Regions from separate parts of the Mus musculus genome. Here region 2 is linked to region 1. A link is a contact called in public promoter capture Hi-C data. All regions are on one chromosome and are shown on one strand. The core of a region is the stretch at or near the end of the contact, and the rest is flanking DNA. Distances in the headings are between cores, read along the strand shown.

Region 1 (7,371 bases), core at 3,089-5,588:
TGTGGACACTAGCCCACCCTCTTCCCAGCTGAGCAGGTGCTCTCCCCACCACAGAGCCTGTCTGGGGATATTGTGTTGTTTATCTTGGACACTCACCCTTTGCTATTTAGACATGGAAGTGCACTCATGATTATTGGCCTTTTTTTTCATTGGGATGCATGCCCTCCACTTCCATGATAAAAAGAAATTCTTTGTTTCTTTAGATTTTTAAATTTTACATATGGGTGTTTTGCCAGCATGTATATCTGTACCACATGCATGCCTGGTGGAGGTCAAAGAGGGCATCAGATCTCTGGGACTGGTGTTACAGGTGGTTGTGGACTACTATATGGGTGCTGGGAATCAAACTTAGGTCCTCTGCAAAGAGATTCTATCCACTGAGCCATCCCTCCAACTGGAAAAGAAATTCCCCGTTTTCATGTAATTCATCAGTCTTCTCTTTGGTGCCAGCACTTTCTGCTTAGTTAAAAGAACTTCGTAATGGCTGTGGTGCCTCTGTATCTCAGCCTGAGCACTGGGAGGCTGAGGAGAGCTCTTCCAGACCCACCTGTGGTGTTTAATGAGACCTTATCCAGATGAGGGTGGGGCTATCTCACTTCCTCTTTATTAGGTTTAAAGCTGTTTCTCCTCTGCTGAGTTTGTGTCCATAGAATTGAACATCCCACTTCACTTCTTTTAGTATATTTATAGTACCTCCCTCTTCCCTCCCCACTTTCCCTCCCCTCCCCTCCCCTTCCTTTCCCTCTCTCTCTCTTTCTCTTTTAGGAAGAGTTTCTCAGTGTAGCCCTGGCTGGCCTGGAACTAGAATTTCAAGAGTCTGCCTGCCTCTGCCTCCCAAGTGCTGGGATCAAAGGTGCCACCACTGCCCAGCTCAGTTGTCTTTCTTGCCTCTGCCTCACAAATACAGTGGTTACAGGTGTGTGCCCTCATTCCTGGCTGGCTTTGTTTCTTGTTTTTTATTTTATTTTGTGTGTATGGGTATTTCCCCTGCATGTATGACTGGGTACCATGTGTGTTTAGTGCCTGTAGAGATCAGAGGGCATTGGATTGAAGTTATAAGTGGTTATAAGCTGCCATGTCCCTGCTGGTGATTGTACCTGGGCTCTGAAAGCCCCAAGCTGCCTCTCCAGGCCTGGTTTTTTGTTGTTTGTTTGGGTATCTCTAAGACAGGGTTTCTCTGCATAGCCCTGGCTGGTCTAGAACTCACGCTGTAGAGCAGGCCGGTGTCCAGGTATCTGCCTGCCTCCCGGGTACTGGGATTAAAGGTCCCACCACTCTGGCTTCTGGATTTTGTTTTCTGAGGCAGGATTTTGCTGCAGAGACCAGACTGTCCTTGAACTCCTTGTCCTCCTGCCTCAGCGCCAAGCCCTGGCATTACACGTGTACATCACCATGACCTGGAACTGTTGGCAGCCCTAAGACAATATAAAGTTAAAACAGTCGCTGAGTGCTGGCGACTGTTTCACACTGTCCTCACTCAGGCTTCTGCCCTACTTCATGTGCTGGTCGGAGTCACACTCATGAGTGGACTCGGTCCTTTAACATTTATTAAATCTTAACCACCCTAGAAGGGACCTTGGCACTCAATCTTATGTAGAACAAAAGCCCAGGAAAAGTCTGCACTTGAAGAAGGCGTGTCACACTGAGGGCCACCAGGTGTTACTCTGCTCTTTTTTCTTTGGAGATGAGGTTGCGAGGTCTGACCTGGCCTTGAGTTCCTGACTGTCCAGCCTTCCCTACCACGTGCTGAGAGTGCAGTGTGCGGGACACATGTGTCAGCACATGTTAGTTATATGTAATGATTTCATTCCTCACCTCATACATGTGCACACTGTGTCTCATCATGTCCCCTCCCTCTTTCCCTCCCCTTCTTCCTAGCACCTAGTCCTCTGCTTTTATACCCCTCCCCCCATTTCATACCTGCTCCTTCCCTCTCCCCCCTCCTCTTTAACCCAGTGAGTGTAATTAAGGTTGCTTACAGGAACACGGGTGAGGAGTTATTTACAGGGACCATTAGTGTCTTATGACCCTCAGAGGGCTGGCACCTCACAAGCCCCTCCTCTCTCCATCGCAGGATGTTGATGGGTCCGGTGGTCACAGCTTTGTGAGCACAGGAGTGCCAGGGCCGTGTCATGATCCATAGCCCTCACCCTCCTCAGGCTCTTACATCCCTTCTGTCCTCCCCTCCCACGAAGGGTGATGCAGGTACCCAGCTGTGGCTGACTTTCCTCACGTGCACACATTAGGAGTCGCTCCAAAGAACCTTCTCTGACGGCGGCAGCGGTCTCTGGGCAGTAGCATAGGTATTTGGAAGGGAATTTAGTGCCATGTCTAATCCACGTAGTAAAGTGGCGGCAGCGGCTTCCCTCTGACCTCTCCAGCCCCAAGCTTCTGACCAGGATTCCAGCACCAAGCGTGAGTTCCCTCCTGGGAAGCATCTCAGCCACTCAGGAAGCTTTTGGTTACCCATAATAGACTCGCACTGGTACGGCAGTGGGCCCTTCTTGCTGCTCAGTGAGGAGTGTGTTCCTTAGGGACGTTCCAGAGCTGAGCACGGCCAGCCAGGGCTGACTGCTCTCCCCAGGAGTCTCCCAGGAGTCCCCAGGAGCACCTTCTGACTCCACGAGGGTGGGCTAGCCAGCAGGGAGGAGGCTTCTGTCTCAGTCCAGCTTGGCTTCTCCTGTCCTGCAGCCAGAGCATGTGTGATCTTCATCAATAGCATCATGCCATCAAGCTTGGCTGGGCCGTCACAGCAGTAGCACTCGCTCGTGTGTGTGTGTGTGTGTGTGTGTGTGTGTGTGTGTGTGTGTGTGTGTGTGTGTGTGATGGAATACCATTCAGCTCTAAAGGAAAATGAGATCATAGACTACAGGTGACAGTTGGTGTCCTTTCTCTGTGGGATGGCCATGCTGTGTCTTTTCTCAGTGAAGCCTCTTTGCTTGTGCAAGTCATGTGATTTTTAGAAAGGGGGTGGTGGCATCCCATTAAATCTCAAGCACTGAGGCCTCATGTTGTATCTGGTAGAAGAGGTGAGCCCCTGGGTAGTGGGCTCCTCCCTGGTCTCCGGCCGTCACTGCTCCAGCGTGGCTTTATGTATTTTAGTATCATAATGCTAGAGCCCAAGAGCAGCTGTATGAAGTAGAAGCCTTCATTGTTATCCCTGGTTTACAGAAAAGAATGGAGTTTAGAGATGTGTATGCTGCTGCCCAAGGACCAGCTCTGTTTAATTACAAGCCTTGAGCTGCAGCTAAGCCCAGGAGCTGTGGCTCCAGCAATGGCAGGCTCTTCACAATATCAGGGCTTCATCTGTACCTGATGCTGAGGGTCCATTACTCTGGGGACATCTTCTTTAGGGATTTCTGCTCCCAGAATCTAACGGAGTATCGCATCCTTTGTGATTTGAGACAGGGTTTCTCTGTGTAGCCTTGGCTGTCCTGGAACTCACTTTGTAGACCAGGATGGCCTCGAACTCAGAAATCTGCCTGCCTCTGCCTCTCAAGTACTTTTTTTTTTTTTTTTTTCTATTGAGAAATTTTTAGTCACCAGGTCTTACAGAAAGTAGGAAATGTTTTTTGTTGTAATTTTGACACAGAGCCTCCCAGGATAGCTCAGGCTGGCCTTGAACTAACGTCACTGCTCTGCCCTGTGCCTTCTGGTGCTCAGGTTTTACAGGTGTCTTCTACACCAGCCTTGTGGTACCAACCCCTGGTGAGTGTCGGGACACACCCTTAATACCTTAAAGGTTTTGTGATAGAAAAGGTCTCTGACTGCGGAAATACCCAGACTAGTCCACCCCCTTCTTCTGTAACTTCCTCTGTTTTCCTCTTTAAGTGGTAAGACAGCAAGGTTTTGGGCAAGTGTCCCCGTGAGCTCCTTTTGAGAGGAGGGCCTTCACTGTTTTTTCTTCTTCTCTGGAGCCCTGCAGGATGTGGGTGTCTCTCAGAGCATGATTCAGTCACACTGTGACTCAGCAGCGAAGTGCTCAGGACCGTGCTGAACAAGGCAGGGGCCTCGAGCCCCTCAAGGGAGAGGTGCTTCCCTGTTCTGAGGTGGTCTGTGGAGGGCCGGAGACTAAGCTCTTCCAGTGTCAGCAGGGGGCTGTTAACAGTTTTTCAGGTTCCAGCCATTCTGTTGAAAACTTTGTCATGTCAGCTTTATTTATTTATAAGGCAGGGCCTCTGACAGCCCAGGCTTGCCTCAGACTCTGTAGTGAGGATTTTGGGAATGACCTGACACTGGGGTTTGTACAGTGCTGGGGATTGAACCCAGAGCTTTGCACATGCTACAGAAGCACTCTGCCAGCCGACCGAGGCAGCTGCAGCCATCAGTTGGCAGGCTCTGGTCTGCTGGCTGTTCGTGGCCTGTGGAGGATAAGCCGTGCCCCAACTTGGCTGGCACAGCCCAGTCTGTCCCTGCACGTTCGCTTCCTGACACTCTTCCCTCGTTCTTTTCTTTTTTAAAAAATACATTTATATGTTTGTGTGCGTGTGTGTGTGCGTGTGTGTGTGTGTGTGTGTGTGCGTATGTATGTATGTGTGTCCGTGTGTGTGCTATAATGTACATGTAGGGTTCAGAGAATAATTGGCTGGGGTTGGTTCGGTCGGGCCATGTGTACTGTGGGGGGTGAAACTCAGGTCACCAGGCTGACAGAAGCGCCCTTAGCCCCTAGCCATATGCTGGCCTGCTTCTTGTTTTATCCACTGTCCCCTCCTTTAGTACTTGCAGTTGCCTGACAAGGTTGTGATTTTCCATGGGCTCTTGTTTCTCCTCTCCTCAGGGAATATGCCCCCATGCCAGCTTCTCATGACAGAACTTGTGTGCCCTCCTCTGCTTCCCCCAACCGCTTCTCCCCTTCACAGCCCACTGCTGCGGCAACAGCTAATTACGTCAGCTCCTACATAAGCTGCTGTTTGTTTTCTCAAGACAGTCTCTCTGTGTAGCCCTGACTGTTCCTGTAGACCTGTCTGTAGACTAGGCTGGCCTCTCTTAACTGGAGCATGGCTGCCAGCTTGCAGACCACCAAATCTATGGTCCTCTCTGCAGTGGCTGCTGGCTTTCTTGCTCCCTGACTTGTCCTTCAGCTGCTGCCTGGCCCTTTCAGAGTATTGCCAGTCAGTTTTCAGTTCTCCCAAGGCTTTTAAAGAAAAGTGTCTTTAGAAGAATCTTGGGTGTACCTTAATGGGTAAAATGGTTACCATGCACGAAACTTTGAAAGAAAGGGCATTGCCATCTGCCCATGGCGCCATACTGGTTCCTGGGTCTTGGGTTTGCAGTGGTGCAGCTTCCTCTTGCACCTTCTTCCAGGTCTTTGTTTAAATTCTCCCTCCTCAGAGAGGTCCTCCTCATTCCTCTGACTGGCAGATAGTTCTACCCGACTCTGCACAGCATTGATACCGCCTTACATGTGGCATCATTGCTGGTTAATCTCCGTCCTCGAGCGGAGGCTCAAAGCTACAGTGCTTCCCTCAGGTGAGCGCAGAGAGGAGCATGAAGCCACCTGCTCTTTGTTCTCCGTGCCCAGGCTGCTTTATGAGCTGCGGGGTCACCAGTTGATAGCTACAGGCGCCCGTTAGGGAGCTGGGCTGCCCTACTGATCTTTGCCCATCCAAGTTCACAGATTGTTTCTCAAATACTTATCTTGCTCTTAGTTGTGTTCTGCATTGCTGTAACAGAGTACCTTGGGCTGGGCAGATTAAACAGGCGTAGTTCTTGTAGTTCTAGAGGTTGGGACAAACAGTATGAGGATGCTGGTCTCTGCTTGTCAGATGGGAAGACTAGGAGGCCAAGATCATCCTTGGCTCCATCACAAGTTCAAAGCCAGCCTGAACTCATGTGACTTGTGTCTCAAGAAATGAAAGTGAACAAAAGGCCAGCGCCTGCTCTGCTCTCTCTTGATGGCTGTGAGGACGAGTGAGACCCCCCAGTAGACAGCCTGCCCTGGTGGCACCCAGCTGCTGTCCCAGCAGTGGGAGGTGCAGGAGGAGGGCTGTGAGGTCAGGGTTAGTCTGTGTTGCACAGTGAGTCTGAGCCGCTATTTTTTTTTTAAAAAGATTTATTTATTTATTGTAAGTACATTGTAGCTGTCTTCAGACACTCCAGAAGAGGGAGTCAGATCTCGTTAAGGATGGTTGTAAGCCACCATGTGGTTGCTGGGATTTGAACTCTGGACCTTCGGAAGAGCAGTCGGGTGCTCTTACCCACTGAGCCATCTCACCAGCCCGCTATTTTTTTTTTTAAAGATGATTTATTTATTTATTTCATGTATGTGAGTGCACTGTCACTATCTCAGACACATCGGAAGAGGGCATCAGATCCCATTACAGATGGTTGTGAGCCACCATGTGGTTGCTGGGAATTGAACTCAGGACCTCTTGAAGAACAGTCAATGCTCTCAACCGCCGAGCCATCTCTCCAGTCCCTGAGCCGCTATTTTATGTATATGAGTACACTGTAGCTGTACTGATAGTTGTGAGCCATCTTGTGGTTGCTGGGAATTGAATTCAGGACCTCTGCTTGCTCGGGCCCAAAGATCTATTTATTATTCTATGTAAGTACACTGTAGCTGTCTTCAGACACACCAGAAGAGGGCGTCAGATCTCATTACCATGTGGTTGCTGGGATTTGAACTCAGGACCTTTGGAAGAACAGTCAGTGCTCTTAACCACTGAGCCATCTCTCCAGCCCGGAATTTGCTTTTTTTTGTTTTTTGTTTTTTTGTTTTTTCGAGACAGGGTTTCTCTGTATATCCCTGGCTGTCCTGGAACTCAGTTTGTAGATAGACCAGGCTGGCCTCGAACTCAGAAATCCGCCTGCCTCTGCCTCCCGAGTGCTGGGATTAAAGGCGTGTGCCACCACGCCAGGCCGGAATTTGCTTTTTATAATTACAGAAAACACTACGGATTCAGGACTGGTAAACTTCATTCGGTCAGGGTAGCACTGTCAGTAGAGGGTGATGTGTTGGGAGGTGGAGTTCCAAGCCGGCCTGGAAGTTTCTATAAAGCTCCGTGTGCTTAGACGAGGAGACTGGGGTCCGGCACTTAGAGCCCTGGGTTTGATCCTAGCACTGTCTCCCCTCATTCACTGAAGAAGGGTTATCTTTCTAGATGGATTGTGTGTGTGTGTGTGTGTGTGTGTGTGTGTGTGTGTGTGTACACATACATCTGTATATCGAGAAAACCTGCTAAAAATGGGAGAAACTGTCTCAATACAAGGTGAGCATTTGCTGGACACTGTGGAGCACTGTGGTAGCAGGCGGATTGCTGATAGTTATTCTCTGCCAGGTTATACATGCAGAGACAGGTTGGTAGTGGGGCTGGGTGCATAGCTTTCAACCTCCCAAGGAGGCCTTTGTGAACTTCTGCTTCCTTGGTC
Region 2 (7,371 bases), core at 1,392-3,891, 350 kb after region 1:
CTTGGTTAATCTGATGTCCCGGGCCTTCTGACTGGTCCTCCCCACACAGAGCCTTGGGACAGGCCTCTAGATTTCTACTTAGAGCCTTTTGTAACTGATGTGTTTGTAACCAAGGTGCCTTGTCCCCTAGGCCAGCCACCTCCAGTTCCCGGGTGCTGTCTATGGGACAGATGGATGCTCCGTGTCCATTGAGAAAATTGTGAATATCTTCAACGGGAGCGGCTGCCCCAGCCTGGGAGGGAAGCCCAAGCTCTTCTTCATCCAGGCCTGCGGTGGTGGTGAGTGGCCTGGAGCCCGCTGGGAGTAGGGCTTGCAGGAAACCAGGATAACCCCACGTTAGCCCCTCACTGGGTCAGTGGGCTTCTCTACACATCTCTGGTATCCATACAGCAGGACTCACTCCTTGCCACCACAGGCCCAGCACCATCAGACAGTTGGGTACTGTGACATCAGTGGTTAGTATAATCCTGATCACTTCAGTCCTAGAATTTCAGTAAAAAACTGCAGGGCAGGGGAGACCACTCCATCTGTAAGGTGCTCGCCATGAAAGCGTGGAGCTCTTGAGTCTGAGCCAGGCACCATGGTGCCCACCTGTAATCCCACGGCTAGGCAGGTAGAGGTAATGGTCCCCAAAATGCATGTGCACACATGTGCACTCGCACACATGCTAACATTAACACACACACACACACACACACACACACACACACACACACACACACACTCAGAGCAAAGGAGAGCGTAAAACGACTCTTCAGTTTGCCTTGGCACCTTCCCCTGACCTCTGACATTTAGTTAAGACCCCATTTCTACTGTCCCAGGGAAAGTGCACTGAGTGTCGAGGAGAAACTAAAGAATTTAACTCTTGGAACTCCCAGGAGCCCAAGGATCTGAGGGACATTGAGGTTTTGCTCTATGCTTGGTGGTGTAATGTGTTTTCTGTCACTAGAACTGAATACCACGGGCTCGGGAATACATAAGGGAAGGAGGTTTACCACCTCACCATCTAGAAACTGAAAATACAAAATCATGGTGCTGGCTCCAGTGAGGGCTTCTCGAATTCTTGTCGGATTTCAATGTGGTGGACAGCTTCAAGTGTTAGCTGCTCTTCTTGCCACCACCTCCTGCTACCACCTCCTCCCTCCTTCTCCCCTCCTTCTCAATGACTTCTAAGAGACATCACCTTTGAATTTGAACTTCTGTACTTACAAGATCACTGTAAATAGCCATGCCTGGGTAACACCTTTATTTCATACCTCTGACTTGCAAGGGTGTGGTCAAGATGTGGTGATGGACATATTATTATTATCATTATTATTAGTATTATTATTATTATTAATTTACATTCCAAGTATTGCCCTACAAAGACTTATTTCCTTTGCATATGTGAGTGCTCTATCTGCATGTACACTTGCATACCAGAAGAGGCTTCTGATCCCAGTTTAGATGGTTGTGAAGCAACATGTGGTTGCTGGCTGGGAATTGAACTCAGGACCTCTGGAAGAACAGTGTTCTTACACACTGAGCCATTTCTCCAGCCCACACATTTAATCCCAGCACACAGAAGGTAGAGACTGGTGGACCTCTGTGAGTTCAGTGCCAGCCTACTCTTCATAGTGAATTTCAGGCCAACTAGAGCTGTACAGTAAGACCCTATGGCTTAGTTAGGGTTTCACTGCTGAGAAGAGACTCATGGCAAAGGCAGCTTTCATAAGGGACAACAGTTAACTGGGGCAGGCTTACAGGTCCTCAGGTTCAGTCCATTAACATCATAGCAGGAAGCATGGCATCGTCCAGGCAGATATGGTGCTGGAGACAGATATGGAGCTGAGGGCTCTGCATTTTGATCCAACTGCAGCCAGAAGAGACTCTCAGGCAGCTAGGAGGAGGGTCTCTTACATACCCGGCAGAGCTTCAAAGCCCACCCCCACAATTATGCACTTCATCCAGCAAAGCCACACCTGCTCTAACATCTCCTAATAGTGCCACTTCCCACAGGCCAGGTATATTCACCACAGCCTATCTCAAAAATAAATGAATAAATAATTAAATGCCCATCTCAAAATAAATAAATAAGGTGCATGCCTTTGATCTTAGCACTTTGGAGGCAGGGGCAGGCAGGTCTCTGAGTTTGAGGCCAGCCTGGTCTACAGAAGTTCTAGGACAGCCAAGGCTACACAGAGAAACTGCCTTGAAAACCCCAAACCAACACAAATCAAGCCAAAACCAGAAGACAAAACAACCCTGATATCCCACATACTCCCTCTCCAGTACTCCCAGGGATCAGGGGTGCCCCGCATGTCCCCCTTGTTCAGTGCTGTTATCTCTCATACTGACCTTAGGGAGAAAGCGGCTGTACCCCTACAGCCATGGAGATGTCCTCTTGTTCACCCAATTTCTGCTCTGAGATGATGCTCCAACCCCAAACCCTGAAAGTCGAAGAGGGAACAAGAAACAGAGCTGAGTAGGTGCCAGCTCCCAGGACGGGGCTGCATGCTTGTCACCTCACCCAGTCTCCCCACCCCCAAACCCCACCCTGTTTTCATAAGCCAGTAGGATTTTGGTCCCACACACATGAACAGGGCTACTCTTTAGACTTCTTGGCAAGGTCATCAAAGCCTTTGATGACCTGGACCCTGCCGCTGTGCCTGCCCTCGCTTTCCTCAGCACAGCCTTCTCAAAGCGCCCAGTGTGTTCACCTGCTGAGCCACCTCTGTAGCTCCCAATTCTTCCTGTCCCCCTGCTTACAATTTATTGCCATTGCCTCCAGGAAGTCTTGCCCAGTGCTCCCTTCCTTGACAAGGCTAATCCCAGCATTTGGGAAGCAGAAGCAGAAGGGTCTCTGTGAGTTCCAGGCTCCGTAGTCTTCATAGTGAGTCCCAGGACAGCCAGAGCTATCGAGAGAGACCAAACAATAGTTTCAGGCTAACCTGGGCTACATGAGATCCTGTCTACCCTCCAAAATTGTTCCCTCTTGTGGAATTTGTCTAGCTTTGTCTTAACCAGGAAGTACGGCCTGCTGTTTAATGGTGTTGCCACATGGTGGTGCCATGTCACCTACGAACCTAAGCAGTGACATCTGCTCTCAGGCCTGGCTGGTATCCTGTACACACACATGCAGATGTCACAGGCAGATGCCAGCCCAGGATTTTGGTGGCTCTATTGTTGCTGTTTTCAATGTCACCATTTTCGTTTGAAGGGCAACACATTACCTACCCTTTGTTAAGTGGTGGCCTAGAACCAGGTTAGAAAACGGTCCCCCCAGAGCCAGCAATGGGTGTGGTGTTGTGTGTGTGTTACACAGTGTGACACTCTTGGCCAGAGCCCAGCATGGCTCAGACAGGTCCTGCTGTCAATCCTGGGGAGAGTCCTCTTCAGAATTTTAGAGTTTAGTCGGAGAAGGCAGAGAGCAGCCACAGTCAGCCACAGCCGCTAAGGGCTGGCATTGCTGAGGGGACGTTCTGCCTCCTGCTGTATGTTGTTACAGGGGACCAGACTTGCATGTAGACAGGTTTATCCTTATCTGTGGCTCGGCTTCACATGCAGTTTGCAGACAGAGGATGACACATGGATACACATGTGGCTAATGTCCTTCTCTGACTCGTTCTCCTGCTTTCTTGTGTCACTTCCCAACAGTGGCCATTTAGGTGATAACGGCCTTCAGCTCACACTAGTCAGGGCTCTCTGTAGAGGGCCTTGGGCCACGTTGCGCTATTTTCATAGGAAATAGTGGGTTTAAGAGGTGTACACATTGACACAGATTCTGTTAGCTGTGACGTGTGTATGTGTCCACACACACACTACATAAAACTTAGCATGTATGTTCACACGTGTGCATCTTTGTGGAGTCATTTCTCTCCTTCCTCCCCGTAGGATCCAGGCTTCTGCCTGTGCTACTGTGTCCCATTTTGTCAGTGCCCTCCTATTCGGCATAGTTTGGAGTCTCTGTTTCAGGGTACCATCAAATAATTGGGGTAGCTCGAAAAGTCCAGATGGTTGGGCCTGTTAGCAGAGACTTGTAATCTCAGCTCATGAGGAAGACAAGACATGGTGATCAAAGGTCAAAGCCAGGGTCTGGAGAGATCCATCAGTGGCTAAAGTGCATACTGCTGTAGAGGACCCTGGTCAGTCCCCAGCACCAGTGTTGGGCAGCTTTCTGTTCCCTGTACACACTTTGGGCAGCTTGACGCGAGATCTGACACCCTCTTCTGGCCACTGTGGGTAACTATACTCATGTGCACACACAATTAAACATAAATACTGTATTTATGCCTTTTATCCCAGCACTTGGGAGGCAGAGGCAGGTGGATCTCTTGTGAGTTTGAGGCCAGCCTGGTCTACATAGTGAATTCCAGGCTAGGCAGAGCTGCATAAGTGAGACCCTGTCTCAAAACAAGTGTGCTCCGTTGGTTCTATCTGTTTATGTTCCCTTCCTGTATTGGCACAGTTCACATGCGAAGCCTTCCGGTCTAGGCTTTTCCCTTTTCAGGAGAATCACCATGTGCCGCAGTGACATTAGTGATGTTGGGTGACTGTTCTTTTTGCTTCCTGCAGAGCAGAAAGACCATGGCTTTGAGGTGGCCTGCACTTCCTCTCAAGGCAGGACCTTGGACAGTGACTCTGAGCCAGATGCTGTCCCCTATCAGGAAGGCCCAAGGCCCTTGGACCAGCTGGATGCTGTGTCAAGTTTGCCTACCCCCAGTGACATCCTTGTGTCCTACTCCACCTTCCCAGGTGAGCTCACGCGTGCATCGCCCCCAACCCAGGGCAGCTCTGCCCTGAGGTCTTGTTTCTGCCAGGCTCAGCCTAGGGGGCCCTCACAGCTCCTTCACCTCTCCATGGCCCCCACTTAGGTGAATAGGGCTTCAGATTGGCATGCAGATTAAGAGCAGTATTTGAGGTTGTCCTGTAGACTATCCTGCGGAAGGGGCTGGCACTTCCCTCAGAGCAGGGGCTGGCACTCGTTGGTAGGGTGCATCCTTCAACCTTCTTGCGACCCCTGACTTCTCAGAACCTTGATTTCCATGCTGAGAAAAGGAGAGGCACAACCAGACACGTGGGGTTGAAGGTGAAGGGATAGCGGGGAGCCAAGGAGCTAGGGCCACCCTCACCCCGTGCCAGTGAGCCACAGTCTGGCTCTGGCCGCAGCCTGCCCACTCTGCCAACGACTGCGCCGCCCCTCTGCTCGGCGGCAGGGTTCAGCCTTTCTCCTCTTCCGGTAGGTTTTGTCTCCTGGAGGGACAAGAAAAGTGGCTCCTGGTACATCGAGACCTTGGATGGCATTCTGGAGCAGTGGGCTCGCTCTGAAGACCTGCAGTCCCTCCTTCTCAGGGTGAGCACTTCTTCCTGAGGGCAGAGAGGCCTGGAGAACACGGCAGCAGGCCCTAGCCAGATTCAAAGGCTGATGGGCTCTGACAGAGAATCAGGGAGTGTTTTGCCTCTCAAATGAGGAATGCAACCATGGTGATGACATTGGTCTTGTTTGCAAAGTGCCATCTTCCCCTGCCTACTTAGAGACAGACACCCAGGTCCCAGATGAGAGTGGTCTTAAGTTCTGGGTGGGGTGGCTCAAAAGCTTGGTTGCCTGGACACCGTGACAGTCCCCATCATGCTCTCTTTTTATAGGGTCTCTTGTAGCCCCGGCTGGCCTAGAACTTGCTGTTTAGTGGGCAATGAACTTGAACTTTTTGATTCTCCTACCTCTACTTCCTGGGTGCTGGGATTACAGGTGTTGCCAACACAGCCAATTTATGCGGTGCTAGGGGCCTGTGGAGCTACATCCCCCAAGCCCATGTCATCGACTCCTGACCTTCAAGTATTGTGATTCTGTCTAGTGTGTGCCCTTCCTGCAGACCTCAGTGAGAATGAATAGTGAGGGGTATAACAGCCCCTCCCGCTTCAGGGCATTATAGCCCCTCCTTCTTCAGGTCTTAACAGCCCCTCTTTAGGGCACAGCAGACCTCCCCCTTTCAGAGCATAACAGCCCCTCTTACTTTAGTCCATAGCAGCCCCTCCCTCTTCAGGGCATAGCAGCCCCTCCCCTTCCCCAGCATTTGCTCCCCATTGGGACCCTGAGAATTTCCACTGCTTTGCTCAGATACACACTGTGGGGCTATAGGGGTCATTTCTGGTCCTGAGACGGGACCTTAAAGGGCCAAGAAAGACACATGTGCTCTTTGGGTCATTGTCTCCCATGTTTCTTGCCCCATCAACCTTTCAGTCCAATTAGAACTGTGGATTTATGTATCAGAAAACTTGACCAGGTGGTGGTGGTACACTCCTTTAATCCCAGCACTTTGGAGTCAGAAGCAGGAAGAGCTCCGAGTCTGAGGCCAGCCTGGTCTACAGAGCGACTTCCAGGTCAGCCAGGGCTACACAGAGAAACCCTGTCTCAAAATCAAACAACCAAGCCCAAAACCAAACCAAACCTTGAATTTTCCCTTCTTTTACAGTAGCTAATGGGTTTATTCTGTAATCCACCTCAGGATGTTGTAGGTGGCATTGCCTTCAGATGGCCCCTTCAGTGGCCCTCTCCTTGGGAGCCCTCCTCAGCCATTGTGTCAGCTAAGGACACTGCACCCACAGATACCCCCGTTCTTCTGTTTTGCAGGTTGCCAATGCTGTTTCTGCGAAAGGGACTTACAAGCAGATTCCTGGCTGTTTTAACTTCCTCCGGAAAAAGCTGTTTTTTAAAACTTCATGAGGCTCGGGGCTGCTCTCTGCCTCATTATTCTCTCCGAAGCTCTCATGGCTTGGAGCTGGCCAAGGCCATAACTGTCCTGCTAAGATAGGATTTTGAACTGGGGCAGGCTGCTCTTTCCCTTTGGCGATGCAAACATGCTCCTAGCAGCTTTCAGGTTGTAGGGCAATGTGGAGCAGTGGTCGGAAGAAGACCGGAGTGCAATGGATGCTGCCTGGCCCCTTCATCTGTGGTTAGGGATTGTGCCCTGGGACTCCCAGGCCTCTCAAGAACAGGGCTTCTCTGCCACTGTACTACTGACATGTGCGGTTGTATAATCCTGTCATGGGACTGCCTCGTGTATTGTAGAGGGTTTTAAGCTGTCTCTGTCCTCTACCTGCCAGCTGCCAGGAGCACCCCTCCTGAGATCTGCCAACCAAAAATGTCTTCAGACATTGTCACATGTGCCCTGGGGGACATTATAGCACTCCTCTCTGCTCCCCCACCCGGGGGGGGGTCATCAACCACAGGGGTCTATGCATCTCTCCTTTCCAGACTCAAAGTCCAGCTGGCCCAGTGTGCATACCTGGATCTGGGCTGCATCTCTTCCAAGTTACCAGAAGGGCTAATTCTTCCTTGAGAACATTATTTATTCTTCAACAATAAATCTTCGGCAATAGGACTGTATTTAG

What was found. Capture Hi-C pulls out chosen DNA fragments and counts their contacts.
Region 2: a contact with region 1 is called in a promoter capture Hi-C map of liver. The contact joins two enhancer-like sites. A contact is called at or near these places in 3 of 9 other capture datasets (embryonic stem cells, liver and pancreatic islet).

Annotation. Positions count from the first base shown.
Region 1 is chr4:141,450,888-141,458,258 of GRCm38.p6, forward strand. The region is part of intron 2 of Zbtb17 (zinc finger and BTB domain containing 17); the gene reads left to right. Among named protein-coding and RNA genes, the nearest start is that of Gm42337, 5.7 kb to the left of the region's middle. Within about 2 kb of position 4,339, at least 167 of the 459 cell types and tissues checked have an H3K27ac peak or open chromatin away from gene starts, as enhancers often do. A contact at or near this core is called in liver, where this site is marked.
Region 2 is chr4:141,806,985-141,814,355 of GRCm38.p6, forward strand. It overlaps Casp9 (caspase 9), which reads left to right. Exons shown (of 9, transcript NM_015733.5): 6 at 131-278; 7 at 4,555-4,734; 8 at 5,223-5,332; 9 at 6,611-7,371. The coding sequence ends at 6,703. Among named protein-coding and RNA genes, the nearest start is that of Cela2a, 15 kb to the right of the region's middle. Within about 2 kb of position 2,642, at least 9 of the 459 cell types and tissues checked have an H3K27ac peak or open chromatin away from gene starts, as enhancers often do. A contact at or near this core is called in liver, where this site is marked.